Linked DNA regions of Mus musculus: all the other regions are linked to region 2. Evidence: chromatin contacts called from public targeted proximity ligation data. All regions are on one chromosome and are shown on one strand. The core of a region is the stretch at or near the end of the contact, and the rest is flanking DNA. Distances in the headings are between cores, read along the strand shown.

The links.
Region 1: a targeted proximity ligation map of stem cell-derived neural progenitor cells shows a contact between it and region 2, with 4 times the contacts expected there. A contact is called at or near these places in 2 of 39 promoter capture datasets (embryonic stem cells and hippocampal neurons) and 2 of 130 datasets of targeted methods (pancreatic cancer cells and stem cell-derived neural progenitor cells).
Region 3: a targeted proximity ligation map of pancreatic cancer cells shows a contact between it and region 2. A contact is called at or near these places in 2 of 39 promoter capture datasets (hippocampal neurons and pre-B cells), 1 of 130 datasets of targeted methods (pancreatic cancer cells) and 1 of 9 other capture datasets (adipose tissue).
Region 4: a contact with region 2 is called in a targeted proximity ligation map of pancreatic cancer cells. A contact is called at or near these places in 1 of 39 promoter capture datasets (embryonic stem cells) and 1 of 130 datasets of targeted methods (pancreatic cancer cells).

Annotation. Positions count from the first base shown.
Region 1 is chr19:8,936,899-8,943,437 of GRCm38.p6, forward strand. It overlaps Mta2 (metastasis-associated gene family, member 2), which reads left to right and starts at 5,022. Exons shown (of 18, transcript NM_011842.3): 1 at 5,022-5,484. The coding sequence starts at 5,457. Eml3 (echinoderm microtubule associated protein like 3) reads left to right here. Exons shown (of 22, transcript NM_144872.1): 13 at 231-382; 14 at 464-589; 15 at 665-796; 16 at 1,564-1,631; 17 at 2,130-2,218; 18 at 2,290-2,387; 19 at 2,519-2,606; 20 at 3,681-3,779; 21 at 4,005-4,135; 22 at 4,232-4,684. The coding sequence ends at 4,435. It overlaps Gm10353 (predicted gene 10353), which reads right to left and starts at 5,492. Exons shown (of 4, transcript NR_165499.1): 1 at 3,754-5,492; 2 at 1,548-1,651; 3 at 214-401.
Region 2 is chr19:10,039,459-10,046,507 of GRCm38.p6, forward strand. Fads3 (fatty acid desaturase 3) reads left to right here and starts at 2,090. Exons shown (of 12, transcript NM_021890.3): 1 at 2,090-2,498. The coding sequence starts at 2,274. Gm29917 (a long non-coding RNA gene) reads right to left here. Exons shown (of 2, transcript XR_386546.3): 2 at 6,806-7,049.
Region 3 is chr19:8,737,247-8,744,281 of GRCm38.p6, forward strand. Stx5a (syntaxin 5A) reads left to right here and starts at 4,557. Exons shown (of 10, transcript NM_019829.4): 1 at 4,557-5,251; 2 at 5,608-5,678; 3 at 5,834-5,889; 4 at 6,107-6,177. The coding sequence starts at 5,027. Wdr74 (WD repeat domain 74) reads left to right here. Exons shown (of 11, transcript NM_134139.1): 4 at 408-483; 5 at 602-748; 6 at 907-1,008; 7 at 2,020-2,120; 8 at 2,201-2,256; 9 at 2,573-2,718; 10 at 2,850-2,906; 11 at 3,156-3,378. The coding sequence ends at 3,332. 1700092M07Rik (RIKEN cDNA 1700092M07 gene) reads left to right here and starts at 3,472. Exons shown (of 2, transcript NM_001177347.1): 1 at 3,472-3,600; 2 at 3,729-3,979. The coding sequence starts at 3,522. The coding sequence ends at 3,910. Mir6992 (microRNA 6992) reads left to right here and starts at 5,725; the gene lies at 5,725-5,833.
Region 4 is chr19:8,915,975-8,923,308 of GRCm38.p6, forward strand. It overlaps B3gat3 (beta-1,3-glucuronyltransferase 3 (glucuronosyltransferase I)), which reads left to right and starts at 4,419. Exons shown (of 5, transcript NM_024256.2): 1 at 4,419-4,674; 2 at 5,832-6,006. The coding sequence starts at 4,593. Gm36629 (a long non-coding RNA gene) reads right to left here and starts at 5,868. Exons shown (of 3, transcript XR_003952913.1): 1 at 5,776-5,868; 2 at 5,635-5,686; 3 at 2,625-5,343. It overlaps Ganab (alpha glucosidase 2 alpha neutral subunit), which reads left to right. Exons shown (of 24, transcript NM_001293621.1): 24 at 1-768.

The DNA.
Region 1 (6,539 bases), core at 3,772-6,271, 1.1 Mb before region 2:
AGGAGAGAAGGCTAGGGATTTGAATTTGTTAAATCTCAGGTTCAAAGTTCAAAGTTCAAAGGGCCTTTTTTTTTTTTTTTTTTGCCACTATTACTATGAGCTGAATTGGTAGTCATGATGAGGCTTAAAGAGTCTTCTGTGGGTGCTTGGGAGCTAGAGTTAGTCTGTGTTGTGATGCTCTAAGCTGCTCCTTTCTCTAAGAGCATGACTTACCTAGCCTTTACCAACAGAGACCTACACGATCGTGGCCCAGGCCCATGCTCACGAGGGGTCCATCTTTGCCCTGTGTCTCCGCCGGGATGGGACAGTGCTGAGTGGTGGTGGGCGGGACCGACGACTGGTGCAGTGGGGGCCCGGGTTGGTGGCCCTCCAGGAGGCAGAGGTGAGAGATGCGCTGGGGTCTAGGAAGGGATGGGGAGAGGAATGGTCAGTATGCTTTTGACATTCTGTCATTACTCCGCAGATTCCAGAACACTTTGGAGCTGTGAGGGCCATTGCTGAAGGGCTTGGCTCTGAGCTGCTGGTGGGAACCACAAAGAATGCATTACTGAGGGGAGATCTGGCTCAAGGCTTCTCCCCTGTTATCCAGGTTTGGAAGCTAAAAGCCAGGGCAAGTAGGGAAGGGAGTTTGGGGAAGAGCTGTGGTAACTCTGTTCTACTGCAGGGCCACACTGATGAGCTCTGGGGACTGTGTACACATCCGTCCCAGAATCGCTTCCTCACCTGTGGCCATGACCGGCAGCTCTGCCTGTGGGATGGGGAAGGCCATGCACTGGCCTGGAGCATGGACCTAAAGGTAGAGTCAGCTGCCCTTGATCTGCCACGCTACCCGTGCTCTGACTCCCTAATCCTGCCTTTCCTTCTGTGTCTGGGAGAACTGACTGTACTGTGGTTACAGGCTGTTCAGATATGAACTCTGTAGAGACTGGTAAGAGTGACTGACACCTGGGCGTTGCTGCTGCCTCAGACCTCATTTTGGTTCATCTGTAGCACTGCTAGGTGCTTTCGGTTTCTTCCCCTTACTAGGCTCTATCCCAGGTCTCTCATGCCTCCTTTTCTCTGGTTGCCTTGGGAGGATCCTTTAAAGTTACTAAGATGACAAAGTGACATCCAACTTCTCTTATTAGAAAGCCATCTTCTTTTCTTTTTTTCTTTTTGTGTGTGTTTTGTTTTGTTCTGTTTTTTTTGTTTTTTCAAGACAGGGTTTCTCTGTGTAGCCCTGGCTGTCCTGGAACTCTCTGTAGACCAGGCTGGCCTCGAACTCAGAAATCCACCTGCCTCAGCCTCCCAAGCGCTGGGATTAAAGGTGTGTGCCACCAATGCCCGGCAAACTTTTATCTTTAATTAACATTTACATAATACTCAGTTTTGACTGTGACCTAGGCTCTTTCCTCCCCCAACACCTTGATTTCCATCTGAATCCTCATGTCTCTAGAATTTCAGCTTATACTTTCATGTACGTTCTACTACCCCTTCCTCAACCCCACCCCCTGAAGTCTCTCTCCTGATCTCATGGGCCCCTTAGAAAAACCATTTCTTCAATTTACCTTTTTTTCTTCCCAGGAGACGGGTTTATGTGCTGACTTCCACCCAAGTGGGGCAGTTGTGGTTGTAGGACTGAACACAGGGAGGTGAGAGAATGCCAGACCTCCTAGGAAGAAAAGCAGGGAAGTCTAGGAAGGGTTCTTGGTAACGGGGACAGGGACAAGAGGTGACCAAGGCTAACTAAAGTGTTGAACCACACCTTTCGGGTGCTTCTCTGTAACCCAGGCCTCCCCTCTCCTGCTGTCACCAAGTCTTCCCCATGTATACTCTTCAGTCTGGTAGCAGCCCAGGATGGGGAAGCAGTGGGCTTGGGAGGGGTGGATGTGGGTGGGCGAACAGGGAAGTGCCAGGCTGACTGACTCCACAAGGTTTCTGTGGTTGGCCTGGTCTGCAGTTTCTGACTTCTTTCTCAGGAGACATCAGAAGCCCCTCAGCACTTCTATGCCCTTAGCCTCATCCCATCCCCCAGCCTCCTTCCAGACACCACAGCCTGATATTCTGTCTTCTTGCTGACTCTTTGCTCAGAGCCTCCCTGGGGGTAGGCTCACATCTTGCCTCCTTGCTTCCTTCCCTTTTCCTTTCAGGTGGTTGGTTTTGGACACAGAGACCAGAGAGATTGTATCCGATGTCACTGACGGCAATGAACAGCTCTCAGTTGTCCGGTACAGCCCAGGTGGGAGCCACCCCCACCCTGGACCTGGGTCCTGCTCTGGCTCTTCTTTATCTGAATAAGTTTCTTTGTAGATGGGTTGTACCTGGCTATTGGTTCCCATGACAACATGATCTACATCTATAGTGTTTCCAGTTGTGGCACTAAGTCCAGCCGCTTTGGCAGATGTATGGTAAGGATGCTGGGGTGGAAGGTGGGATTTGTTAACTGTGGGCACAGTAACAGGGGTTTGATGCATTAAGGGCTAGCCTGGGGATGGGAAATGGTAGCCATCTTGTCAAATTCTTGACTCTTATTCCCCAGGGGCACTCCAGTTTTATCACTCACCTTGACTGGTCCAAGGATGGGAATTTCATCATGTCCAATTCTGGGGATTATGAGATTCTTTACTGTGAGTGGCAGGGAGATGGGGATCATTTAATTTTTTTTTTTTTTTTTTTTTTTGCATCAGGCTGGCTTAGAATTCTCTATGTGGCCCATGCTGTTTTTGCATTTGTCATCCTCCTAATTATGTCTCCTAAGAGATTATGTGGGTGCCGACAGGAGGTTTCTAGTCAGGAGGGCTGATGGTAGTAGAGGAACATCAAGCAGAGGGGCTGATGTGGAGGGAAATGGAGGTTGGAATTGGACATAGGGATAACCCGGTAAGTAGGTAAGCTACAGTTTCACACTCTATCTTCTCCAACAAGAACTCAAGGGAGTTGAAAAATGGACCAGGCATTGTGGTGCATGCCATTAATCCCAGCACTGGGGAGGCAGAGATACGTGGCTGGATCTTTATGAGTTCAAGGCCAGCCTGGTCTACATAGTGAGTTCTAGGGCAGCCAAGGCTGCATAGGAAGACTGTGCCTCAAAATACAAAACAAAGGAAAGGCCAGGCGTGGTGGCGCACACCTTTAATTCCAGCACTGGGGAGGCAGAGGCAGGTGGATTTCTGAGTTCAAGGCCAGCCTGGTCTACAAAGTGAGTTCCAGGACAGCCAGGGCTATACAGAGAAACCCTGTCTCGGAAAACCAAAAACCAAACCAAAACAACCCCCCCCCCCAAAAAAAAAAAACCAAACCAAAACAAACCAAAACAAAGGAAAAAGCCGGCTGCACCAAGAAGACAGTGCTTTAGGATAGCTCCTTAGGGCAAGTGGGGGAGGGGCAGCTGATGAGAAACTGTTAGTGCTTTATCCAGAGGCTCTAGGCATGTCTAAGGCTACATTCTCTGTTTCTGAGACAGGGTTCCCTCTGTCACCTGCGTTTGTAGACCAGGGTGGCCCCCAACTCAGAGATCTGTCTGCCCCACTAGGACTGGGATTAAGGATCTGCACCATCATGCAGGCCTAACTTAAAGCCAAGCCAAGTCAGTGAGAACTTGGGAAGCACACAGTGGGGTTCATAGTGGACGCTATGCCTATGATCAGTTCATGTCGTCAAGTGAGGGAAGAATGACGGCTGAGTAGGCGATTTCCACCTAGGGGATGTGGCTGGAGGCTGCAAACTGCTGAGGAACCGCTATGAGAGCAGAGACCGGGAGTGGGCTACCTATACCTGTGTGCTGGGCTTCCACGTCTATGGTGAGCCAGGATCTGGAATCCGTTAGGAGGGCTGGGGAAACAAGGAAGAACCCATTCTGCCCTCAGAATCCTGGGCGTGTGCCACCTCGGGGTGGGGGTCATAGTGGCAAATCCAGGCTAGGAGGCCCCTTGGGATTGTCTGGAGCGCAGTGGCAACCTGAAGACCTGAAACACTGCAACTCTAGGTTGTGGTAGCAGCCTGACTCAGGCCACCTGTTGTGTTAGGTGTGTGGCCTGATGGCTCTGATGGGACAGACATCAACTCCCTTTGCCGCTCCCACAATGAACGGGTGGTGGCTGTGGCAGACGACTTCTGCAAAGTACACCTCTTTCAGTACCCATGTGCTCGAGCCAAGGTGAGGCTTCAGGGGACCATTGGGCCCAGGTGGGTAGGTTTGGTACCCTGCCATTGCTGCAACCAGTTGTTTTTTTTTTTTTTTTCTCTCATCTAGGCGCCAAGTCGTATGTACTCAGGCCATGGCAGCCATGTGACTAGTGTCCGGTTCACGCACGACGACTCATACCTTGTCTCCTTAGGTGGCAAGGATGCTAGCATCTTTCAGTGGCGAGTGCTGGGGGCAGGGAGCTCTGGGCCCGCTCCTGCCACACCATCTAGAACGCCCTCTCTGTCCCCTGCCTCCTCCCTGGACGTGTGATTGATGCTGGATGGTCTTGTCCCTCTGGTACTGTGGTCTGGCCCCACCCTGGCCAAAACCCCTAGGACCAAGGACAGTCTTTTCCTGTGCTGGCTTTTTCTTTGACTTCATACATTCCCAATTGCGCATTTTTCTGGAGGGGCTAACCACCCCACTGCACACAAAATAACAACAGACTTGCTGGCTGAGCCAGGCAACCCAGCTCCGACACCCTCTGCTCGGTGAGGGGCAATAAAAAGAAAAAAGTAACTGCCTGGTGCTTTTGTGCGGCGGGTCCCCTCAGGGGCCCAGTTGTGTTAGGATGAAAGAAAAAAGTGCAGGGCGGGAAGAGAAAAGGGAGTTCAGACCAAATATGCAAATAACAGGCAAAGCGGCTTGCAAATAACCTCAAGAAGAGTGAGGGCGCGCGCGCGCCTTTCGACGCCACTGCCGGGGAGCTGCTAGGACCCATAGTGCAAAGAGTTAATTCCGGCTCCTCACCGCCCTCAGGGGCGGGGTCGAGCTGCAACGGAAATAACCGAGCGCGAGGCCGCGGCTGAGCGAAAGGAGCCGAGTTCCTTCCGGAAGTGGCCGATCTGCGGGGTCTTGCTCTCCGACCTGAGCCGAGCGCTGGGCCTTGTTCTCCGGATCGGCCGAAGGTGTTCCGGAAGGAGGCGAACCCGGACGCGGGCAGGGCAAACCTTGCCAGCGGTTGGCACCGCACGACGTCTGCTGGGACTCGGTGAGGACGCTAGGAGCTGGAACCTCACTCCGGTCAGGCAGGAATCGAGCTCGTTCCGGAAGAAGCCGAGTAGACCGGAGCTGGCCTCGGTGTCCCGGCGTGAGGCTATAGCAGTGTCGTCGTCGCGCGGGCAGTGATGAGCCGCGGCGGCTGAGCGAGCAGAGGTGCCGGCTGCTCGGGCCCCATCGACACTTCCGCGAAGCGTCAGCCACGCGCTGGGGGCTTCGTCTGGAGCTGAGCTTTGCCCCCGCGAGCCTCCGGGACCTCTTTGTGTGGCCGGAGGCGGCGGCGGGAACGGCCATGGCGGCTAACATGTACCGGGTGGGAGGTGAGTACCCTGAGCGGAAGAGGCTGAGGCCGGGATCAGGGAGACTCGGTGTCCGCAGGCGCGGGGGAGCCACATCTGGGGTCGTGTGGGCCGCGGCACCGACCGGAACCGGAATCAAGAGCCATGGTTCCGCGGCGGCGACGCTATCGGGCGCAGAGTCTACCGCAGAGGCTTACCTGCAGCCGTAACGGTGCTCTTGAGACCTGTGACTGGATCGCCGGGCTGGAAGTGGCCTTGGCTTTGGAAGGGGCCCGAGTGACCCACCGTCCGGCCAGCCGCGCTAGGGGCTAGGCGCGCAGGGGTTTTCTTTTCTGTGGCGGCTTGTGCGTTCGCGAAGGTGGGGCCTGAACAGTTTACTCAATTCTCCTATACAAGGATGCAACTTGAGTGCAAAGTTGTATGGACTCCAGGGAAATTCTTGTTCTTGTTTCTTAAGTCTCACTTTTGAGTGAAGATCTGACTTTAGAACTGGGTGTTGCAGGGGTAGGGGGTAAAAACTCATTTCCTTTTTCTTCTTTTTTCCTTGTTTCTTTTTAGACAAGGTTTATTCTCTGTGTAGTCTTGGCTGTCCTGGGACTCATACTGTAGACCAGGCTGTCCTCGAACTCAGAGATCCGCCTGCCTCTGCCTCCTGACTGCTGGAATTAAAGGTGTGTGACACCACTGCCTGGCAAAGTATTTCCATAATATCTCTTTTCCTTCCTTCCTTTTTTTTTTTTTTTTTTTTCTTTTTTTCTCTCTTCTCTTCCCCCACCCCCCATTTCCTTTTTGAGGCAGGTTTCCCCCTTGTTTCTTTTGAGACAAGGTTTCTCTGTGTAACCCTGGCTGTCCTGGAACTTGAGCTGTAGACTTGGCTGGCTTTGAACCAAGAGCCTGCTTTGGTCTCCCAGACTGCTGGGATTAAACGCATATGCCACCACTGTCCAGCTAATGACTAGTACTTATTTTCTTAACTCTCTCCTCTTGCTCATCTCCACTTCATCTCTATCTAGAATTTTGTCTCATTTTGGTCCACACAGAGCGACTTTTTCATCTGGGTGCCCTCTCCTCTGATC
Region 2 (7,049 bases), core at 840-3,339:
GAAGTTACTCATAGTTTATGCTTTATGGAAACACACATCTAGATACAGGTGGAAAGTCTACCACCTGTAGACTCCATGCTGGACTGAAATGGCCAGAGAAGGCAGCATAGTTAGGGCCTATCCTTGGTTTATCTCCCAAGTCTGCCCAGCCTCCACTTTGGTGTCCACCCCTAACTGCCTCCCATACCTGAGGCCAAGATCCCAGGGAAGGAGCCCTTGAATGGCTCTTGAGCCAGCCACATCTTACTGAGCGAGAGGTGTGAGAATGAATCAAGGCCACACCCTATGAGCATCCAAGTTTGGATACAATAGGTGTATTCCCTGGGAAGCATAGGCTTTCTCTATCCCAGTCCTCACTGTGACCATGTGGGGGCAGCAGTACCTGCCATCCTCTTTGGCCAGGGCTCCTGTATCCCCAGGTGTGAAGAAGAAAACATGTTCCAGGATTTTGAAGAGCCTTCATAGAAAGGGATTGAACAGCTCCTGTTTGTGGCAATATCTTGGGCTCGTTGGTCCTGGCTAAGCAAAGCAAGAGTTCCTCAAACTAGAGAGAACCAAGAGGCTCCTTTCTTCAAGCTCTGGTCTGCCTGTGATACACGTCATGGATTTTCCTTCTCTCTGAGTTCTGCAGCCTAAGATGGAACAGGAGTAGATTGGACATGTTCAGAAAAGAATTCTGGAAGTTTCCCAAATGTAAGACTGGACTGTGACACCCTCCTCACTCTCCATGGAGGCAGTGTGTACGTAGGCTGCCCCTGATGTCACCTCTCCTCATCTCACAGGTCCCAGGTATCTAACCAACATTCTTTAGAGTATTGCTCGCCTCTGCTTTCCTCCTTGTCCTGTGTATTTAGGCCTGTAATAGTTGCATCTGGAGTGAATGCTTTCAGCCTTTTTTAGTCTTATTGTTCCCTAAACAATGCAGTGAACAATTATTTATAGAGCATTTACATCACATTAGACATTATTAAGAATTCAGAGCTGACTTAAAGTGTATGAGGGGATATGTGAAGGTTACATGCATATACTGGTTTTTTGTAGGCAAGAAACACAGGTTGGTTTTGTTATCCACAGGGGTGCCTTAGAGGTCAGGTCACCTACAAATCCTTAGGTAGACCAAGAGGAAATGTTTGCACATTGGAAAAAATACACTTTAAGGTTCTGAAAAGATTTGCTCCCAACAAACAGGTCTGCCTCACCTTTCTGCCCTGAGTCACACTAGGGTGGTGTGCGGGAGTCTGTTTTAACTAGCCCTCAAGGAAATTCTGATGGACCTTCAAGTTTGCCAGTTGTGAAAGCTTTTAACTTTTAAGGAACTGATGTCTGTCTCAAAGAAACATCGTACAATTGGGAACGTAGTTACACTCTCAAGAGGATTTGAATTTAATAAGTCAAAAATGTGACACCATGAATGGGGAGAACTGGGAGGTGGTGACAAGCAAGCCACCCATTGCAGACTGGACCATTCTTTCATCTCCTGAACGGCAGACCTCCACGCAGCAGTGTCCTCTGCTCCTCCTCCAGTGGCCAACCTGGGCATCCCCAATCCTGCGTACAGCCAGGAGGAGAGGCCATCTGCTCCTGCAGATTGCTTTAGATGGCTTCCTCGCGTGGATATTGAGGGTTTACTGGGGGATGAGGTCCATTGTTTGGTGGCTGTTGACAGTCACCCCAAGGTAGTGTCCTCATTTCTAGCTACCTGGGATGCCTGGTTAAAGACCGGTGACGTCCCTAACTACATTTCTCAGCCTTTCAGGGCTCAGACTTGGGCTCATTTCGGGCCCCTGCGGGTGTGCCTGGGCGCAGCGGCCTGCAGGACTCCCGTGCGCGCTGGGTCCCCATCCCCCGCCTTCTCAGTTGAGCCGAGAGTCCGAGAAACTGGGGGGGGGGGGGGGCAGTGCCCCGGGGGCAGTGCCGGGCGTGGTGGCCCCAGGCCCTCGAGGGTGGGGCAAGCCCCTTCGCGACACCGCCCTCCCCGGGCAGCCAATAGATGTGGAGGCGCCGCGCCTGGATTGGAGCGAGAGCGGGACTGGCCAGCGCGGGGGCCGGGACGAGGGGCGGGCGAGGCGAGCGCTGTCAGCGCGGTTATAAGGGAGGGAAAAGTTCCCTGCGCGGAGAGCCGGGCAGGCGCACGCTCTTACGGCGGCCGCAGCGGCAGGGCGGGGCCGGTGGGGCGGGCGGAGGAAGACCCCTGATTGCCACCTCGCCTCCCTCAGTGTCTCTCTTAGACCTTGGTCACGTACCGGGGTCCGGAGGACTTGTGTACAGCGGCAATGGGCGGTGTCGGGGAGCCCGGAGGGGGACCCGGGCCGCGGGAGGGGCCCGCACCGCTGGGGGCGCCCCTACCCATCTTCCGCTGGGAGCAGATCCGCCAGCATGACCTACCAGGCGACAAGTGGCTGGTCATCGAGCGCCGTGTCTACGACATCAGCCGCTGGGCACAGCGGCACCCAGGGGGTAGCCGCCTCATCGGCCACCACGGTGCGGAGGACGCCACGGTAAGCTAACCCACAGCCGGCGGGGTGGAGCCTGGCACTAGCGGTGGAGAGGGAGACGTTGTTCATAGGCTTGGCGTCTCATTCCACCTGCGGACCTTAGCATCCTTTTTGCTCTTTCTGACCTTTGACCCCTTCCCTGGCTCCAGAGTTGAGATGGAGCCTGAGGGAAGGAGGTCTCTTTCTTTCACGGAGGATGGGCTGTTTGGGTCAGTCTGTGGAATAAATAGATCTCAGGGAAGAATGGGCCCCCAGAGGTGGGTGTGCCGTGAGGGGCAGATTCTGCCCCAGGTAAGTACCCTCACTGTTGTACTGAGGGTTTCTTTTCTGCTCTGAGTGTCACAGACTATTTTCTGGTGCTTCCAAGAGCCTGGGGCAGGGCTGGGTCCCTAGCGATAGGGACGTGCCATCAGAAACTGGGGGCTGGGCAGCAGAGCTTGGGCAGGGCCTGGAGGTCTGTGGCTTATCCAGCACTTGTGTAGACTGTTCTGAGGGCCAGTGACTCACCTCTGCTGGGCTGGCAGCTACACGTGGGAAGACTTTGCCAGGCTGGGTGGGCCTCCACGGGAAGCACAGTCACCCCAGTCACCGACTAGCCCCTGGGGACTCTGGCTTCCCATTCTCAGTCCGTGTCTAGACAAGAAGGGATGGAACTGGCCTGAAGGACTATCTGGCTAGAGCCCAGTGGTGAAGCAATTTCCCAGACCCTTCCTCCTTCAGTCCCACTCCATGGACAAAGGTTGAGGCCATGGTGCTCTGCCCTCGACTATCCAAAATTGTAGGTTAGTCACATTGGGTACCCGGAAGGTCTTTAAGACTGGAGGGAATGATTCTCTAGTGGAAGAACTTGGTGGCAGCAGAGGAGGTTCTCTGTGTCCCAGGACTGTCATTGTCCCTCTCCTCCCGGATTCACTCCAGGCAACTGAGAGGGATAAGAATGAGACAATTCCTGAAAATCATCAACCTGTGGGCCAGTGTGTGTGTGTGTGTGTGTGTGTGTGTGTGTGTGTGTGAGCCTTCCTTCTTTCTACCAGAGCATGATGGGCATGAGGTGCCACAGCCCCTCCCACTGAGCCCTGGCAGTCCTGTGAGGATCGTGTTGTAGCGTAGGACAGAATGCTGGGCAGGAGAGGAGGACAACAGAGAGCACTGACTGCTTTTTCTTGCTCAGGGCCAGCCAGGAGGCCCCTCCTACATGGGATTTCTAACTTTATATTTAGCTCAGTGCCCCGAGACCTCCATCTAATGGTTTTGCTCCAGCCACCATTTTGATTCACAGCCAGTAAGGTCTGTAAAGAAAACATCACTCTACATCTTGTAGTAGGGTTCTAGCTCTGCCATTGAAGGCACTCAGAGGTAATTCCTCTGAACCTTAGCTTTGTCATTGGACGGGTGGGGAGAGCTAGGCTATATAGCAAGCCAGCCAAGGGCAAGACCACACCTTCTCCACCATGCTGCTGTGTTGTAGATGTTTGTTCAGTAGCTGCTCTTTAGACTATATGTATGCAGACTGGAGAGTGCAGTGGGACAGTCATAGCACTCCCAAGCCTTTTCTGGGAGAGCTTGTCTCTGACCCTGCCAGTAATAGGAAAAGATTGCTATAGGCCCCAGACGTTGGGGTAGAGTTGCTAAAAATACCTGGTGTACTCAGGTCTCAGGGCCGGGAGGGGTCTAGGTTCAGAAGGCCCTAGCCTTTGTCAGTGATGGACCCACAAGGAATACTAGGAGTTGAACCAATCCAGTGCCCCATGTGGTCAAGTCTAGATGCCAGGTATCCCATCCCAGAATCTGAAGCTCAGGTTAGGGGTGAGATGTGGCTGCCCACTTGCATCAGCCCAGCCACCCATCAGCTGTTCTCATGTCCAGGCAACAGAAGCTTTCCTGCCAGGAAATTCCCAGAGTTCTTGTGCCATGAAGTCAGCTTGTGGCCATCCTGGGATACAGAGCCTGTGCCCTAGGGAGAGTACTCTGGGCCCTGGGCCAGGTTTGTCTAAGAGTCACAGGCAACCCTGAGATGAGAAGAGGCAGCCAGAGAGGTCTAGCCCCTGCTGGTCATAAATATGTGAGAGTCACATACCAACCACCTACTATGTGCTAGATTCTAAATCAATGCTTGCTATTGATACTGTTTCTTAATCCTCAGGATACCAACCAGCGAGGCAGTTTACTACTGTTATCCCACTTTACAGATGAGAAAAGAGATTCAAAGAAACAGTGAAACTTGAAACAGTGGCAGGTGTGGGATTTGAATGCACAGCCACACTCTGCCCCACGTTGGTTCCTCAGTAATGGGACTCCCTGAACCCACCCATGAATATCTCCTGTGTGCTCCTCACCCCCTGCCTCTGCAGATGCAGCTGTGAACAAAACATTTTCAGGGAAGGAGTGTGCAACAGATGCATCAGCTAGAGCCAAGGCTCGGAGGTGGGACCATGCCACCCATACCTAAGGAACAGAGCATGGCTGTGCTAGAGAGCAGCCACAGGGAGGGGAAGTCAGAAAGCAGACATGCCAAGCTCACCAGATATTTTTGTTTTTAGGACTTTGGTTTATTCTAAAGAAGGAGGAGATCCCGGGAGGGCAGAGCAGGGAAACCAAAGGGGTCTGATGTATGTTTAAAAGGATCTCAAAAGGGCGGGTTGGAACTTAGTTGGTAGACTGCTTGCCTAGTGTTCATGATGCCCTAGGTTCCATCTCTAATGCTGCATAAATGTGGTTGTGGTGGCATCCACTTGTAACCCCTGCAATTATGAGGTAGACACAGAGGATGGCGAGCTCAAGGTTGAGCCCAGCCTGGGACACATAGGACTTTGTCTTCAAATAAAAGGATCGTTGGGGCTAGAGAAATGGCTCAGAGGTTGGGAGGTTAGGTGCTGCTCTTACAGAGTATCTGAGTTCCGTTCCCAGCACCTATGGAACTGGTGGGTGGGTCACAACCCCTTGTAACTCAGGCTTCAGGAAAGCCACCATCTCTGACCTCTGTGTGCACTGTCATTTATGCGGACGTATTCCCCCCAACACACACATATTCACATGCAAATAAAATCACCTTTTAGAAGTGCAAAGGCTTTAAGGTAAGGTAAACAAGTTAAGGTAAGCAAGATGGGGACCTGCCCTCTCCTTGGGGAGAAAGTTCAGAACAAGTAACAGTGTAACTTGGCTCTAGTTACGCTTGAATGTAGTCAGGGTGTAAGGTCTGAGATATGTGAATACTAATAGGGACACTAGTAGGGGACATTAGAATTAGCTCCGTAAGCTGAGGATATGGCTAAGTAGTAGAGTAGCTGGCTCAAGGCCCTGGGTTCAAGTTTTAACAAAGGAGCAAAACAACCCATTGAGCCCGGCATTATGGCGCAGTACCTGGGAAGTGGAAGCAGGATCATGCAGAGTTGCATAGCGTCCTCAGTTACACATGGATTTGAAGCCATCCTGGACTATGTGAGATCCCTTATCAAAAGCTCAAAATGCTGCGGTTTTCTCTGTGTTACCAAGGGAAGGAGCTAACTTGTCTTACACACACACACACACACACACCAGTGTGACAGGGGTAAGAATGCTTTCATTTGGGTTCACTGTAGGAAACGGTGATGGGCACCTGGGTGGCTGGTTACCATGAGTAATGAAACCCTGTTCTCAACTGGTGTGCTTATGCAGAAAGGGAGAAATTTCCCAGAAGTCCATGGTGCCGATTAGGTTGAAGCACTGTCAGCCCTAAAAGAATCCAAAACCCAGCAGATTTGAGCCCCCTGGCATTCACCTTCTGTGGCCCCTTGGGAATGACCTGAGCTAGAAGTAGGGGTGGCTAGCACCACCATCAGAGGCTATGCCATAGTAATTTCAGCCAACAGTTTTTAATTAGGCTGTGTTCTGAGAATTTTCGATATACTAATTTACTTAATTCTTCTAACAACCTTGTGAGGTTGAGTCCTGTCTGTTGTGTAGATAAAGAGTTTGGTGCAGAAGATAAGCAGTGTCACAGCACCCTAAAAAAAGGCCTTCAGCTCCGGGCTTAGGAGGGAGGGTGTGTGTCTGGATGGGAACTGAGAGGGACCAGAATTATGAACCAAGCTCTGAGACTTGGGAGGCAGGATGGCCTCAACCACCCAGAACCAATGCTCACACCCTGTCCTTGCCAACCACACTGGCTGCTTTGAAAGTCCGACTTCAGCGAGTAGTCATTTTCTGGAGTCTGAGTGGGCATTTGTTTTGTTTTGTTTTCTTCTGAGACAGAATCTCATTACGTGTCTCTGGCTGGCCTAGAACTCAGTATATACACTGCTCTGGCTTTGAAGTCATTATATACACCAAGCTGGTCTTAAACGCAGAGTTTAATTGCCATCTCCCTCCTGAGTACTGAGATGACAGGTACAAGCCACCACACCTGACTCGGGTCGTATTGTTTTACAGGTGTCTTCTGCAGGCCAAAGTGCCCACTCTCTCCCTGTGGGTAGGAGTCAGGACTGGGACCGGCAGGAATGTAGTGTGCAGAGGTGGGAATGAGGGTGACCTCAGAGTATCAGGCAGCCTCCCAGCTCCTTTCCTGCAAGGGAAGGC
Region 3 (7,035 bases), core at 3,307-5,806, 1.3 Mb before region 2:
AGGAAGTGTCATGGACAGAGCTCTGAGCCTGTAGGAGCAAGGAGTATCACAAAGGCTCTTTGCCACAGCCCAGGCAAGCAATCTAGAGCTTAAGCCTAGGGTGGCAGATGTGTGGAAGAACACAGACACAGTTGTGCAGAGCCTGGGAAACGGCTTGGGCTTCCAGGGAAGAGGTTTATGTTATCGTTGTTTGGGTTGGGTTGTTTATTTCTGGGGGCTGGGGGAGGGAAGGTATGTATGTTTTGTTGTTTAGTATCTCATGTAGCCAGGATGGCCTTGAACTCACTATGTAGCTCAGACTGACGTGGAATTCCAGGTTCTCTCTTTACTCCCCACACTGGTAGCTGTGCACCATAAAACCTGGCTTATACTTTGTAAAATCCCAATATTCTCTTGCTTGCTTTCAGCACCCTTATCACATGTGTGGATTCTGGGATCCTCAGAGTCTGGTGTGAAAATGACAAAGAGGCGTCCTCTGACCCAGTAAGGTTTACCTGTCCCGGTGGTTGAAAGGATGGGAGCTAGGGTAGGGGTCTGATGGGGAATTTGGTAAAGGAAAGATTAAGGGCTTTGAGACTAACTCATCTCTGGTTATTTTCAGCTCTTGGAACTGAAGGTGGGTCCTGGGGTGTGTAGGATGCGCCAAGATCCCACACATACACATGTGGTTGCCACATGTGGGAAAGAAAATGCTTTGAAAGTATGGGACCTACAGGGGTCTGAGGAGCCTGTATTCAGGGCCAAAAATGTGAGTGAGTGATGAAGGGTTGGGGAGATGCTATGTTTGATTGAGGTTGGGGAAGTGAAAGCCACTGACATGACCTAGATGGCTTTGGGGGTATGGAGGATTGGAGGAAACAGGTCAGGCTTATCAAACTTTGTGCCCATATGTACCTTCCACACCAGGTGCGGAATGATTGGCTTGATCTCCGAGTTCCTATTTGGGACCAAGATACACAGTTCCTCCCTGGGTCACAGAAACTTGTCACATGCACAGGGTACCACCAGGTGAGGCTCTTTTTACTCCCGGATTGAAGTAGCTTGAATTCAGAAAAACAACAAAAAAAGTGTCTCCTGATAGAGTAGGTAGGTTGCATGGTGTAACTCTGCCTGGGTTATCAAAGGAGCTCATACTTTCTTAGTCAACAAAGCCCATGGCTGAGCCTACTACTTTCCCCTTACTGCATTCCAGGGTGGAATTCTGAACTCTGGGTTTCTATTTCTCCTTCCTAGAAGGGAAAGCAAAGGGAGTGCTCCTTCCACAGGAGGTTCCACAGGGAACAGATATCATGGGTGAACATCAGGTTGTCTGCAAAACAATTATATAATCCTTCCATGAAGTACTAACCAGGCTCATGAGATCTGACAGTATTAGGCACAGTCTAGCTAGTATGGTCATAGAACTTTGTAGTCCTCATATAGTCTGATTTGCTTTGGGGGCCCCTTTCATGTCTCAGCTCCACCAGTTTTGTGTGAGTGCTTAGCTAGGGATCTTTGTGGCTAATTCCATTTGAAGTTGTGAGACTCTGGCAGGGTTGGGTCACTGTTGTCATTTGTCTAGTCCTGGACATGAAAGTCTGATAGAGGTGCTAGGCCTTTGCTCATAACATGTGAGGAGCTCCCCATTGCTCCCTCAGCAAGATGAAGCGTTCCTGTTCGAAATTCACCATTTTCTAGCTTTTCTATCCCTCCACTGCCCATAAGACTATGCTTATGAGGGCTCCTGAGCCCTTTCCGCAGTATTCTGAGATGAGATTAAGTACATACCTCAAACGAGAAAGCCGTCTTGCCAGGCATGGTAGTATGTCCACTTTAATCCCAGCACTGGGGAAGCAGGTGGATCTCTGAGCTTGAGGCTAATCTGGTCTACATAACAAAAGCCACGGCAAGCAGGACTATGCAGAGAAACAGTCTCAAAACAACAACAAAATAATAGTCTTCAAAAGGATAATGATAAATAAGATATTGGGGGGCCACTGTGGGTAAGGATACTCCTGTGATACTCTAGTTTTCTTTTAGGTCCGTGTCTATGATCCAGTCTCCCCCCAGCGCCGGCCAGTCCTAGAGGCCACCTATGGAGAGTACCCACTGACAGCTATGACCCTTACTCCTGAGGGCAAGTGAGTGGTGAGGGAAAGGGAAAGTGCTCTGGAATGGATCCAGAAGTCATACTGATCCCCCTCTTTGGTATCCTCCTTAGTTCCGTCATCGTAGGGAACACTCATGGGCAGCTGGCAGAAATTGATTTTCGGCAAGGTGAGTGGACCATGGGTTGCTTGAGAAGGGGAGAGGGCAAAGAGAAAGGTCACTACTGACAGGGTCACTGTGCCCTGTCAGTGTCACAGTCACTCTCTGGGTTCAAGTTCCGATTTCACTAAAAACTCTAACCTTGGACTAGTTATTTGATTCCTATGTCTTTGTTTCTTTGCCTATAAAACTGAATTGTCATTGGTAACTCCTGTTTCTAGGTTATTCTGAGGACTAAGTACTGATATGTAAGTGATTTGAACAGTAACTAACTACATATTCAGTGGCTGGTTAGCTAACACCCATGCCCTACATCCTTCTCCAGGGCGTCTACTGGGCTGTCTGAAGGGGCTTGCAGGTAGTGTTCGTGGGCTGCAGTGTCACCCTTCAAAGCCCCTATTAGCCTCATGTGGCTTGGACAGAGTCTTGAGGATACACAGGATCCGCAATCCACGTGGGCTAGAGCATAAGGTGAGCGCCCAAACCTTTGGCACTCGCCATTCTAACTTACCTTTTCTGGAACCTCTCCCCTTTCCTGTGCCCCACATCAAAAAGTTTCCGTCTCAGCTTATCTGGACTCAAAAACCCCTTTTATTTTACAGGTTTATCTCAAGTCTCAACTGAACTGCCTTCTCCTGTCAGGCCGGGATAACTGGGAGGTGAGCAACTAGTTAGGTGTGAGAATTTTGGAGCCAAAGGCATGATGGCAAGGGATTCTCTGTGGAGAGAACAGGAGGCTGCTAGAACACAGGCCGGGGCTTTCTCTTTACTGTAACTTAATTTCCTTGAGGAGTCCTCAAGCCTTTACAGGCTATTGCCAAGGGTGAAGTCCTCCAGAACACGAGGGCATTGGTTTCTAGATTTTCATCCTCTTTCCCTGACTCCTGAATGTCCTTCTTGATCATCAGGATGAGCCCCAAGAACCTCAAGAGCCCAACCAAGTACCCTCAGAAGACACAGAGACAGATGAACTTTGGGCCTCTTTGGAGGCAGCTGCCAAGCGGAAGCTCCCAGATTTGGACCAGACACAAGGTGCTCTCCAAAGAAGGAAGAAAAAGAAGCGGCCTGGATCCACCAGTCCTTGAAGCCCCTTGCTCATGTTGTTAATAAATAGCCCAACGCGCGTACTGATCCTGGACCTTTTGTGATGGGAGAAACGCCTTGTAGGTGGGAGGGGTTCCCTCACCTAGCTGCGGGAGACCTGACATCACAAAAGCTAGGCCCAGAGCTAGGCTGGCTGGGGAGGGTGACAGAGTCCTGCGCCTTTCGGGGCCATGGGCTGCTGTCAGGACAAGAACCGTTGGGCCTCGGATGAGCAAGCAAGGGATGAAGTAACAGAGGATGGCAGGGAAGGTAGGACTAGATACAAAAAACGGGTCTCAGGTCCTGGAATGGGAGCCGGAGGTGCCCCAAAGGGACTGCCCCAGAGGTGGGGCTGGAGAGAACAGAAGTGAATTAAGTGGACCCTGTGGTGCTTGTAGGCAACGAAGTGGACAACTCAGGCCGCCGTAAACAAAGATCTAACGAAAGTCTCCTGATCACCGTGCTGTGGCGCAGGCTATCCATGTTCAGCCGTCGGGAGTCCTCGCGGTCAGGCAAGCAGGACAATCAGATGCAGGAACGCAAACATGAGGGAAGCCACAAGGAACCAGAAAAAGGCTGACTACAACCCTGGTCTTAGTCCTCCCCAACACCAGAGAATAAAGTTAATATTGCGAATCTGCTGAAAACACTTAGGCCTAGGCTTCCAGCTTTAAAGGCTCTGAGACCACACACAGGCTCTTTAAGGCGCCTCTAACCCAGCAGGTCCAGATTTGTTCTCGCACTTCAGGGGCGGGGCCGCGGTGGCAGTCTAACCAATAGGAGAGCGGAGTCGAGTTTGCATGGTAGGGGTGTGTTCTTTCTGTCTCTGGGCTAAAAAAAAGGCGTGGCGCAGCAGCCACGTCACCGAGTTAGGAGTACGTCTAGGTGACGTGGCGGCTCCTGTTCTTTGGTCCGGCTTCCACTGCTTACAAGTCCTTCGAGGAGGCGGCAACGATCTGGGAAGAGTGGCGGTGGTGGTGGCGGTAGGAAACAGAAGAGGTAGGGTTTCGCTTCAGTAGGAGTCCAGCCTCTGTCGTTCGGCTCAGCTCCGGGCAGCGGCTTGACGGGGGAGGGGGGAAGGGAGCCAGGAGTAAGTCCTGCTGGCGGCTCCGCGTAAGCGAATACCTCGCTGTCCAATCAGGAAAGGTCTTGTTAAGGAAAAACTTGGCCCCATCCAATCAGTGGCTGCAGTCTTCCAACAGGCGGAACTTTGACGGAGGTGGGACTTCCTGTTTCAAATAAACACTTTTAAGAGGGTTTTTTCGCCTCCCCCTCCGCCCTCCGAAGTGTGTCCACCTCTGGAGATCGGTTGCTGTTTTCTGTGAGAGGGGGAAGGAAATCACGTATACCAAAGGCAGGATTGAGACCTGGGCTAACTGCAAAGGTCTGCCTGGAAGTTCAGGGCCGCAGGACCAGGCTGTGGCTGTTTTCTCGACTTTAGGGGCCCCGGCCGGAGCTCTGGCAGTCAGAGCCAAGTCGGAAGGAGACTCTGAGGAGGCTTCGCCTTGGGCCTGGAGGAAGCTGACCGTTCTCGCCGTGTCCAGGGTGCAGGATCTGCGGGTGGCCGTGGGCTCCAAAGTCTGTCAAATACGGGAAAGGGCCTGGGGATTTGCTAGTTGAGGGGAGCGTTTGGGGAAAGAGGCTGTCTGGAGAATGACATTCTCCTCTCCACAACAGTCTGAGGTTATGCGACTCGATGATCCCGCGGAAACGCTACGGATCTAAGAACACGGATCAGGGTGTCTACCTGGGTCTCTCAAAGACACAGGTTCTGTCCCCTGCAACTGCTATCAGTAGCAGCAGTGACAGCACTCCTTTGCCCACTCCGGTGGCCCTGGTCCCCTCCCCTCCCGACACCATGTCCTGCCGGGATCGGACCCAGGAGTTCCAGTCTGCCTGCAAGTCCCTGCAGAGCCGTCAGGTAAGAAGCTGGAGTGGAAAGGCAGGCGTGAGCCCATTTAGTTAATGCTTAGGTTTGTTTGGTAGTTGTCTAAACTTAATTTACAACTCTTAGATAGACTAATCTTATCAGTAGGAGAGGAGGAATTGTCTTCAGTAATTTCAAGAATACTTTAAGTAAGTTGCCCTAAATACCACAAAGGATGAGTCAGGATTTAAACCTACATCTAATTTTTTTCTTATCTACAAACCACTGATAAATGTAGATTGTCTGATGTCAACAGCGCTAGAGTGTTTAGTGGGTTATGTGAGGGAGCAGTGAAAAGCTGAGGTAAGTAGTGACAGGAACTAAAGTAGCAACTTTTTGATACAATTCAGAATGGAATCCAAACAAGCAAACCGGCTCTGCACGCAGCCCGACAGTGCAGTGAATTTACCCTCATGGCCAGGTGAGTTGAGAGGGGCGTTGTGGTGGGGTGATACAGTGTCTTAAGTATATCTGCCTGTGATGGTTTGGCTGAGTGGAATTGGTTGTGTTGGAGGTTATGGTAACAGCCTCTTTCCTGCCCTTTACCACAACCTTCTCACTGATGATCATTTGCAGGCGCATTGGGAAAGATCTCAGCAATACATTTGCCAAGCTGGAGAAGCTAACAATCTGTGAGTGTTTGGGAGGCCTTTCCTAGGTGGGACAGTGAAACATAGTACTAGGAGGTGAGGCTCATGGAGGTTTTGTCTTATTTTTTCTATGGTGCTGGGGATTTAAACCAGGGATGTATACCTTAAGGCAAGTGTCTCTACTACTGAACTGTCATCCTAGCTCTTTGAGCCTTGCTATTTACCCTCACCTGTCCTAATGTTTCATCTGTCTCTGCAGTGGCAAAGCGCAAGTCCCTCTTTGATGATAAAGCAGTAGAAATTGAGGAGCTAACATACATCATCAAACAGGTGAGCTGCTAGCCATCAGGAGAGCCCAGCATTCTAATTAGATTACTTCCATCATTTTCCATCGCCATGAATCCCCAGGGTAAGTATCTAGACCCATGTCCAAACACCCTGCTCCTCCATTGAGTCAGTAGACACTTAGGTCATCTAGTATTTATAAAGCACTGTTCTAGATGCTGATGAAACAACTGGGAAGCAAGAGCATTGTCTTCAAGGGCTCATTTTCCTTGAGAGTTACCCAGCATCAAAAGCCTTGGCTTAAAATGAGGTTAGGTGTCAGTATAGAAAAGATCTTACAAAATGATTAATGAAGCAGGATACTGGGAAAGATTGACCAAGGATATGAAATCTGATTTGGACTCAGCTTATGTAGAGGTAGGCTGAGGGGTCTATATGCAGAAATTCAGCCAGATAGTATATGTCTTTAATTTCAGACCTCAAGAGGCAGAGGCAGGTGATTTCTGTAGTGGTAGAGATGTTTTCGTTTTAATCCCAGGTGTAGGTATGTGGGGCTGCTTCTGTCTGTCTGTAGCACCTGATTGTGATTTGCCAGCTACAGATAGTTTCTGTGATTGTGTGATGTTTGGAATTCTGGGAATTTTTCAGAGGGTATATAAATGTTGGGGCCATTCAAGAGGCGGCGTTGGTGGTTATTTCAAGGGGAGTTTAGTAGTCATGCTGGAAGAACTAAGAAAGAAATTAGGTTTACAGATCTCTCTTTTCCCTCTCCCTTCTTTCTCTCCTATTTAGTTGAATGGAGTATGTATATGTTATGGAGGTGGGTGAGGAAGACTGGGAAAAAGAAACCCACAAAGTAGCAAAGGCAAGCTACAGATCTCTGAGTTTGAGGCCAACCTGGTC
Region 4 (7,334 bases), core at 3,169-5,668, 1.1 Mb before region 2:
ACAGTCATTTGTGAAGACCAAGGGGCCTTGTCGTTCTTTTTCTCTTCCTTAGGGTCCCTACCTTCTCCTTAGACCCCATCTATTCAAGCCTCTTGTTTGTTGATGCCATTTCTTGGAAGAAGATGAGGGCAGTGAACATTAGGGTTCCTTTTCTTCTTCCCTGTTCCCTCCTATCCAAAATGCCCATCCTTTCATTCCTTCCCCTGAATGTCCCCTTCTCTGTTCCACTGATACACTGGGACCACCCCTTACTTGGTAAGGGACAAATGGATCAAGATTGAGGTTCCTGGAGAACGTCCTCTTCCTTCTCATCTCAACCTTGTCTTCCTGTTTCTTTCCAGAGCTGCTGCATTTCTCCCATCTTAGAGGGAGACGCTTCCACACAATTAGGAGGGCAAGGTTATTAAACTTCTTTTGCCCCTCTGGTCCCCTTGGGACACTCAAGATAGAGACATGAGTTGTGGTTTCACTGAATCACGGTCACCTGTATTTATTGCTGGGAAGAAGACTGAGGGTGGGGGGAGACGATCATGTGTACCCAGGGGTGGCTTCAAGCCCTGGTAAGCGGGTTGAGGGAGGACTCAGGAACCAGGAGAACTATTTGTGGGAATTTTTTTTACTTCCTCTGGGTTCCCAACTGTGACAAGTTTTGATAAAAAGGAGAAACAATAAAAAACGAAACAAAACATAAATAATAATTGGATGTCTGAATTATACTTGTAAACTGAACAAAATCGCTCCAGTAAATAGTGGCCTACCATTTTATTCTGTATAAGCTGCTTCATTTCAGCAAAATGAGCCAACCTGAGGGCGGCTTTAGCTTGAGATGCTAGTCCTTTAGAAGAACCCAGCAATGGGTCTCAGGAGGTGAACTGGTCAGAAAACTGCTTTGTCTCGCAAATATAGGAGCCTGAGTTTGATCCACAGACTCACTGTAAAGAAAGCTGAGTGTGTAAGCCTAATTCTTTTTTTGTTTTTTTTTGTTTTTTTCGAGATAGTTTCTCTGTATAACCCTGGCTGTCCTGGAACTCACTTTGTAGACCAGGCTGGCCTAGAACTCAGAAATCCACCTGCCTCTGCCTCCCGAGTGCTGGGATTAAAGGTGTGCGCCACCACCGCCAGGCTGTAAGCCTAATTCTTGGGAGGCAGAGACAGTTGGATCCTTGGGGCTCTGGCCAGCTTGCCTAGCCTACTTGGTAAGTTCTAGTCCAGTGAGAGATCCAGTTTCAAAACAAAACAAAAGAATAAGGATGGTGCCTGAAGAACACTCAAGATATTTATTAACCTCTGGCCTGTACACATATTCACAGCAACTGTCATATTTTAAAGTGGACATAATAAGTAGTGATCAGCGCTAATGGGCGTCTTTTGGAAATACATACAGGGTCAAATGTTTTCATCAGAAGGCTATTTTTAGTTAATAGCACTTTTTTTTTTTTTAACAGATTTATTTATTATTATATGTAAGCACTGTAGCTGTCTTCAGACAACAGAAGAGGGCGTCAAATCTCATTATGGATGGTTGTGAGCCACCATGTGGTTGCTGGGATTTGAACTTAGGACCTTTGTAAGAGCGATCTTTTTTTTTTTTTTTTGGTTTTTCGAGACAGGGTTTCTCTGTATAACCCTGGCTGTCCTGGAACTCACTTTGTAGACCAGGCTGGCCTCAAACTCAGAAATCCGCCTGCCTCTGCCTCCTAACCACTGAGCCATCTCTCCAGCCCAACAGTATTTTTTAAATTTACCTTTTGATTTAGGGTCTCACCATATAGCTTTGACTGGCCTGGAAGTCAAAAGCTCTTCCTGCCTCCCTTAGAGCTGGGATTAAAGGCTTATGCCACTGAGCCCAACCTAAGACGGGATTTTGACATGTAGCCCACTGGCTTTGAGCACCTGATCCTTTAGCCACAGCCTCCCAAGTGCTGGTATAATAGATAGCATTACCATACTCAGCTTTTAAAAATTGCTTCGCAAGCCGGGTGTGGTGGCACAGGCCTTTAATCCCAGCACTCGGGAGGCAGAGGCAGGTGGATTTCTGAGTTTGAGGCCAGCCTGGTCTACAAAGTGAGTTCCAGGACAGCCAGGGCTATACAGAGAAACCCTGTCGTGAAAAAAACAAAAAAAGAAAAAAAAATTGGTTTGCAATGCTGGGAATTTGACCTATGGTCATGCCCTATATCAGCATTTAAAAAATCCTCCCATTGTTATGTTGAACTTGCTAGCAAAGAGCTGGAGTCTGATAGATTGCCTGAGTTGGGAGTCCAAAGCCATTCTAGACCACAGACCCTTTCAGATAAGGATTAAAAAAAAAAACAAAAACAAAAACAAAAAACCTTTCTGGGAATGGTGGAATAGTTCAAGGACATCCTGAGATCCTGAGACTTTTAAGTTGAAGGCTATTCTGGACTAAGTCTCAAAACTATTGTTGGGAAGATTGGAGAAAGGACAAGTAGTGGATACTTGGTTACAGGAAAAAAAGTTCTGAAATTTTGTTTTGTATGATAGGGTGACTAGATAATTCCTAAATGGTTTTTACAGAGCTAAATGAAAGGAGTTTTAAATGTTTTTATTATGATGTAACATTGAAACAGAAACATAGTTACTGGTAGGAACATAGTATTTTCTTTTGTGAGTTTTTTTTTATTGAATATATGTTGAAACTATTTATTGTTCAGCAAAGAGAAACAGTTTGTGTAATAGGACAGGGTTCCAGGTAGCCTAGGCTGACTATATTTCTTTTCTCCCTTTCCCTTTCTTCCTTTCTTTCTTTCTTTCTTTCTTTCTTTCTTTCTTTCTTTCTTTCTTTCTTTCTTTCTTTCTTCCTTTCTTCCTTTCTTCCTTTCTTCCTTTCTTCCTTTCTTCCTTTCTTCCTTTCTTCCTTTCTTCCTTTCTTCCTTTCTTTCTTTTTTGAGACAGGGTTTCTCTGTATAGCTCTGGCTGTCCTGGAACTCACTCTGTAGACCAAGCTAGAACTCTGAAATCTACCTGCCTCTGCCTCCCAAGTGCTGAGATTAAAGGCGTGTGCCACCATTGCCATGCTGACCATCTTGAGATATAGTGGAGTTTACCTCCACTTTCAATGTTGTCCAGGAATTGCGGACATGTACCACTACCCCAGGTTTTTTTGGTGATAGAAACTAGTGCACATGCTGGCCAGTGGTGGTGTATGCCCCTTAAATCCCAGCAGAGGTAGACAGATCTCTTGAGTTTGCCTAGCTAGCAAAGTGAGTTCCAGAACAGTCAGGGTGGTTAAATAGAGAAACTGAAACCTTGTTTTGGGCGGGGATGGGGGTTTGGGGGTAGGGGTGGGACAAAGAAAAACTGCATATTAGACAAGCTACTTCCTGGACTAAATATGTAAATTGTTACATATCCGTGAATAAAGTATCATTGTTGTAGTGTAGACTTGGTACCCACTTTTAGCTCTGTAGTCACTTGCTGAAGAGAGGTGACCCTGAAGAAACTACAGCTCGTGGAGCGGAAAATCTAGAAGGAACTTTTAAAAATTGTCCCATGGTAATGACATAATTTTGGCCTAAAATTGGAAGGCTGATGAGATGGTTCAACAGTTAGAGCACCAAACCTGAGGTCCCAAGGCTAAAACTCCAAAGTCCTCTGGTCCTCACGAACATGTGTAACTGTTTTCAAATCCTATTTTTAATGATGATTCTTAAACACTTTAACCTCCCTTGTAGTCCACCACCCACCAGAGGTTGTGGAAAATGAAAGATACGGGGGATGTGGACATGTTTAGAAAGATTCTTTGGAGTAGCTTTTGTCTGTTGTCTGGAAATCTGCAGTTCACTTCACAGGCTAGCAGTGGCAGCTTGATCCACTCAGACATTTCATGAATCTATCAGCAGTTCAGTTCGGTAGAGTAGGGATAGCGAACACGAAGCAGCGGTGGCACAACCTAACAGACAACCAGGACAATCAGCACAAAGCAGGAGGGACCAGCAGGAATGCCATTAGAAAACATTTACATCACAACTCCTAACGGCAAAATTACAGTTTTGAAGTAGCAACAAAATGAATTTTATGATGGGGAGGATGCCAAATCATGAGGAACTGTATTAGAGGGTCCCAGTATTAGGAAGATTGAGAATCACTGGAAACGACCTAGCCAAGCACCTGGTGCGTTTTAGATTTCACTCATTGGTTGAACAAGTAATGAACAACCGTTTCTTTAAGCAGCCAATGCTGAGGCTGAAGGATGGTTGAGTGAGTCTAGAAAACTCAGTGACAAGGGTGGAGCTTGTGCTCAATTGGGAGCTTCAAGATGATTATAGAGCTAGGCCACACAAGCTCTTGGTCAGCCTGCCACGACCGCTTGACCCAGCGGATATAGCGTCAACGCCCTGAATGGCCTACCAGGAGGCGGGACCGGAAGCTGCCTGTGGGAGGGACGCCACTAGCCGGAAGTGGTCCCAGGTGTCGCTCAGAGTCCCGCGTTCCCGGGAACTAGTAAGGGAGCCTGGGGAAGGCGGGGCGCGGCCCGGGCGGCCGGGGCGGGGCCGGCGGGAGGGCGGAGGGCCGGGCGGACCTGTCCCTGCCGGTCCCGGTGGACCCCGCCTGCCCCGGTGGCACCGGCCATGAAGCTGAAGCTGAAGAACGTGTTTCTTGCCTACTTCCTGGTGTCGATCGCCGGCCTCCTCTACGCTCTGGTGCAGCTCGGTGAGCGGGGCGGGGCGGGGCGGTGTGCGGAGGGCCGGCCCAAGGCGCTGGGGATGAGACCCGCAGACAGCGGCTTCCCGCTCGCTCAGCCCTCGGGACAGCCCTCGGTGACCCCTTGTGTAGAACTCTCGGCAGTCTGCAACTCCGCGGATACCGGTCAAGCCCCAAATGACCCCGCCGCCGCCAAGCAACCTATTTTCCACCCTCCCCTTGCTCTGCCTCTCAGACCGGCTTGCTGATAGGTTTTTGAGAACCCCCTGGTTCATTGTCCCCTCCAGCTTTTGACCAGCTGTGCTCTCCCCACCTCCAGGCCATCTATTTCTCATCCTGGTTTTAGGCCAGATGTCACATCAGGACTTCCCTGACCACCTTAGCTCAAGTAACCCTTATTAGTCTTGATCTCTTTTAATTTTCTAAGTGGCCCATATCACAATTTGTAATGACTTTATTAGTGTCTACCTCTTCCACTAAAGTAGCTAGGGAGTAGGGACTGCCCCCCCCTTTTATTCAATAAATATTTGTCGTGTAATGGAATCTGTGAACTTACTGACAAGTCAGTGGTCACGTGACCACGGAGCGCCTTGAATCCAGCCTTTTATGTGGGAGCTTGGTAAACGCTTTTCAGGTAGTGCCATTACAGGAGAGCCTCTAGTTCAGACTGTTATATTCCTTATGTGTGGAAGGTAAAATTAGGATCAGAAGGTAGAAAGGACAGAAAGGCTGACAGATAATCGTCGAAATGTACTAGTGAAAATAGTGGCAGGGCTGAGGGTGTAGCACAGTGGTAGAACACTCACAAGTGTAAGGCCCTGGGTTGGAGCCCCAGCAAAGAAAAATAGAGTGACAGATGGAACTGGTTAAAATTGAAGAGTTGAATGTTGTGGCACACCGTTTGGGAAACAGGTCAGTGGGTTAAAGGTCTGAGGTCAGTCAGCTTGGAGCCATTATAGCAAGACCTACCTTAAAACAGTAACACAGTAACAGTGAAAGGTGAAGAGTCTCTGACACCATTCTAAAAAAAAAAAAAAAAGCAAGTTACAAGGGAATTTCTGTATTGGCTAGGAATTAAAAAGAATTGGCCTGGGTTTTTGAACTACTTACTATCCTGTGGTTCTCTGTCACAACTTGCTCACCCTGTTGGTGCTTCCTGGTACCAGGCCAGCCTTGCGACTGCCTCCCTCCGCTTCGAGCTGCAGCTGAGCAGCTTCGGCAGAAGGACCTGAGGATATCCCAGTTGCAAGCTGATCTCCGTCGCCCACCCCCTGTCCCAGCCCAGCCCCCTGAACCTGAGGCCCTGCCTACTATCTATGTCATTACCCCCACCTACGCCAGGTACGGCTCTGGTACACTCAGGAGCTCTGTATTGAACAGGAAGAGGGTTAATGATGAATCTGGGGAGGCACTGAAGTATGGGGTGATGCTTAAACTAGAGCTTGCCAAATGTTATGAAAAGTGATCCGCATCTTTAGTCAGGTTTGTGGGAAAATGTCTTTTTCCTTTAAAAATAGACAAAGGAGTATTAGGAAGTAGATTACCGAGTTATTGCAAAACTTTAACGACAATTAAGTGTGAAAGAAAATTTGAGCTTGCCATTGAATGAACTCTTCTTAGGAATCTTTTGGTTAGACTGTCTCAAAGCTAACACACACACACAAATACTCAACAACAAAACCAACAAACAAACAAAACCCCAAAAATTTCTGATTAAATTTAGAAAACAGGGCTAAGCAGGTTTAGTCAAATCCTTCCTTCCTTCCTTCTTTCCTTCCTTCCCTCCTCCTCCTCTTTCTCCTCCTCTTCTTCCTCTTCCTCTTCCTCCTCCTCTTCCCCCTCCTCCTCTTCCTCTTCCTTCTCTCTCTCTCTCTCTCTCTCTCTCTCTCTTTCTTTTTTAGAGTCAAAATCTTGTTTAATACTGAGAAAACCCATTTTGAAGTGTGGTTTGGGACCAGCAGCCAAAAAGCCCTTCTGTCACCATGTCTTCAGCATACCTTCCTGGACTCATTAACTTACACCACCAGCAGCTCCTTGAGCATCAAACTGATGTTAACCACGAGGAAACCCAAAAGAGGCAAACCACTCACTCCCGGTGCATAGCTGGGCAGAGATTGTGTGCATCTTTAATCCCAGCATTTAGGAAACAATGGCTGGAGGATCTCCTCTAGAGTTTTAGGCCAGCTTGGTCTATGGTCTAGGTAGTCAGTTCCAGGCTAGCCAGAGCTTCACAGGGAGATCCTCTCTCAAAATGAAGAAACAAATAATGTTCTCATTTGGAGAATGACTGGGATTTCCTCTAAAACTCCTCTCTGGGAGCCTTACCACAGAAAGAAAAGAACCTGGCCTGTAGGGTTTCATTTTTAATTTTTATTATTTATTTATTTATTTATTTATTTATTTAGGTTTTCAAGAGAAGGTTTTTCTGTGTAGCTCTGGTTGTCCTGGAATTCACTCTGTAGACTAGACTGATTCCCCTGCTTGTGTCTCCCAAATGACAGGATTAAAGGTGTGTGCTCACTACTGTGCCCAGTTTCCTAATCCAGCTTGATTCCTAAGTAAACGTGAGACTCAAGTCATTTCCTAAAGTGTTTTACTTGATAAATTGTATTGCGCCAGTCATGACATGCTGACGCATGCCTGGTAATCCCCAGTACTGAGGGGCCTGA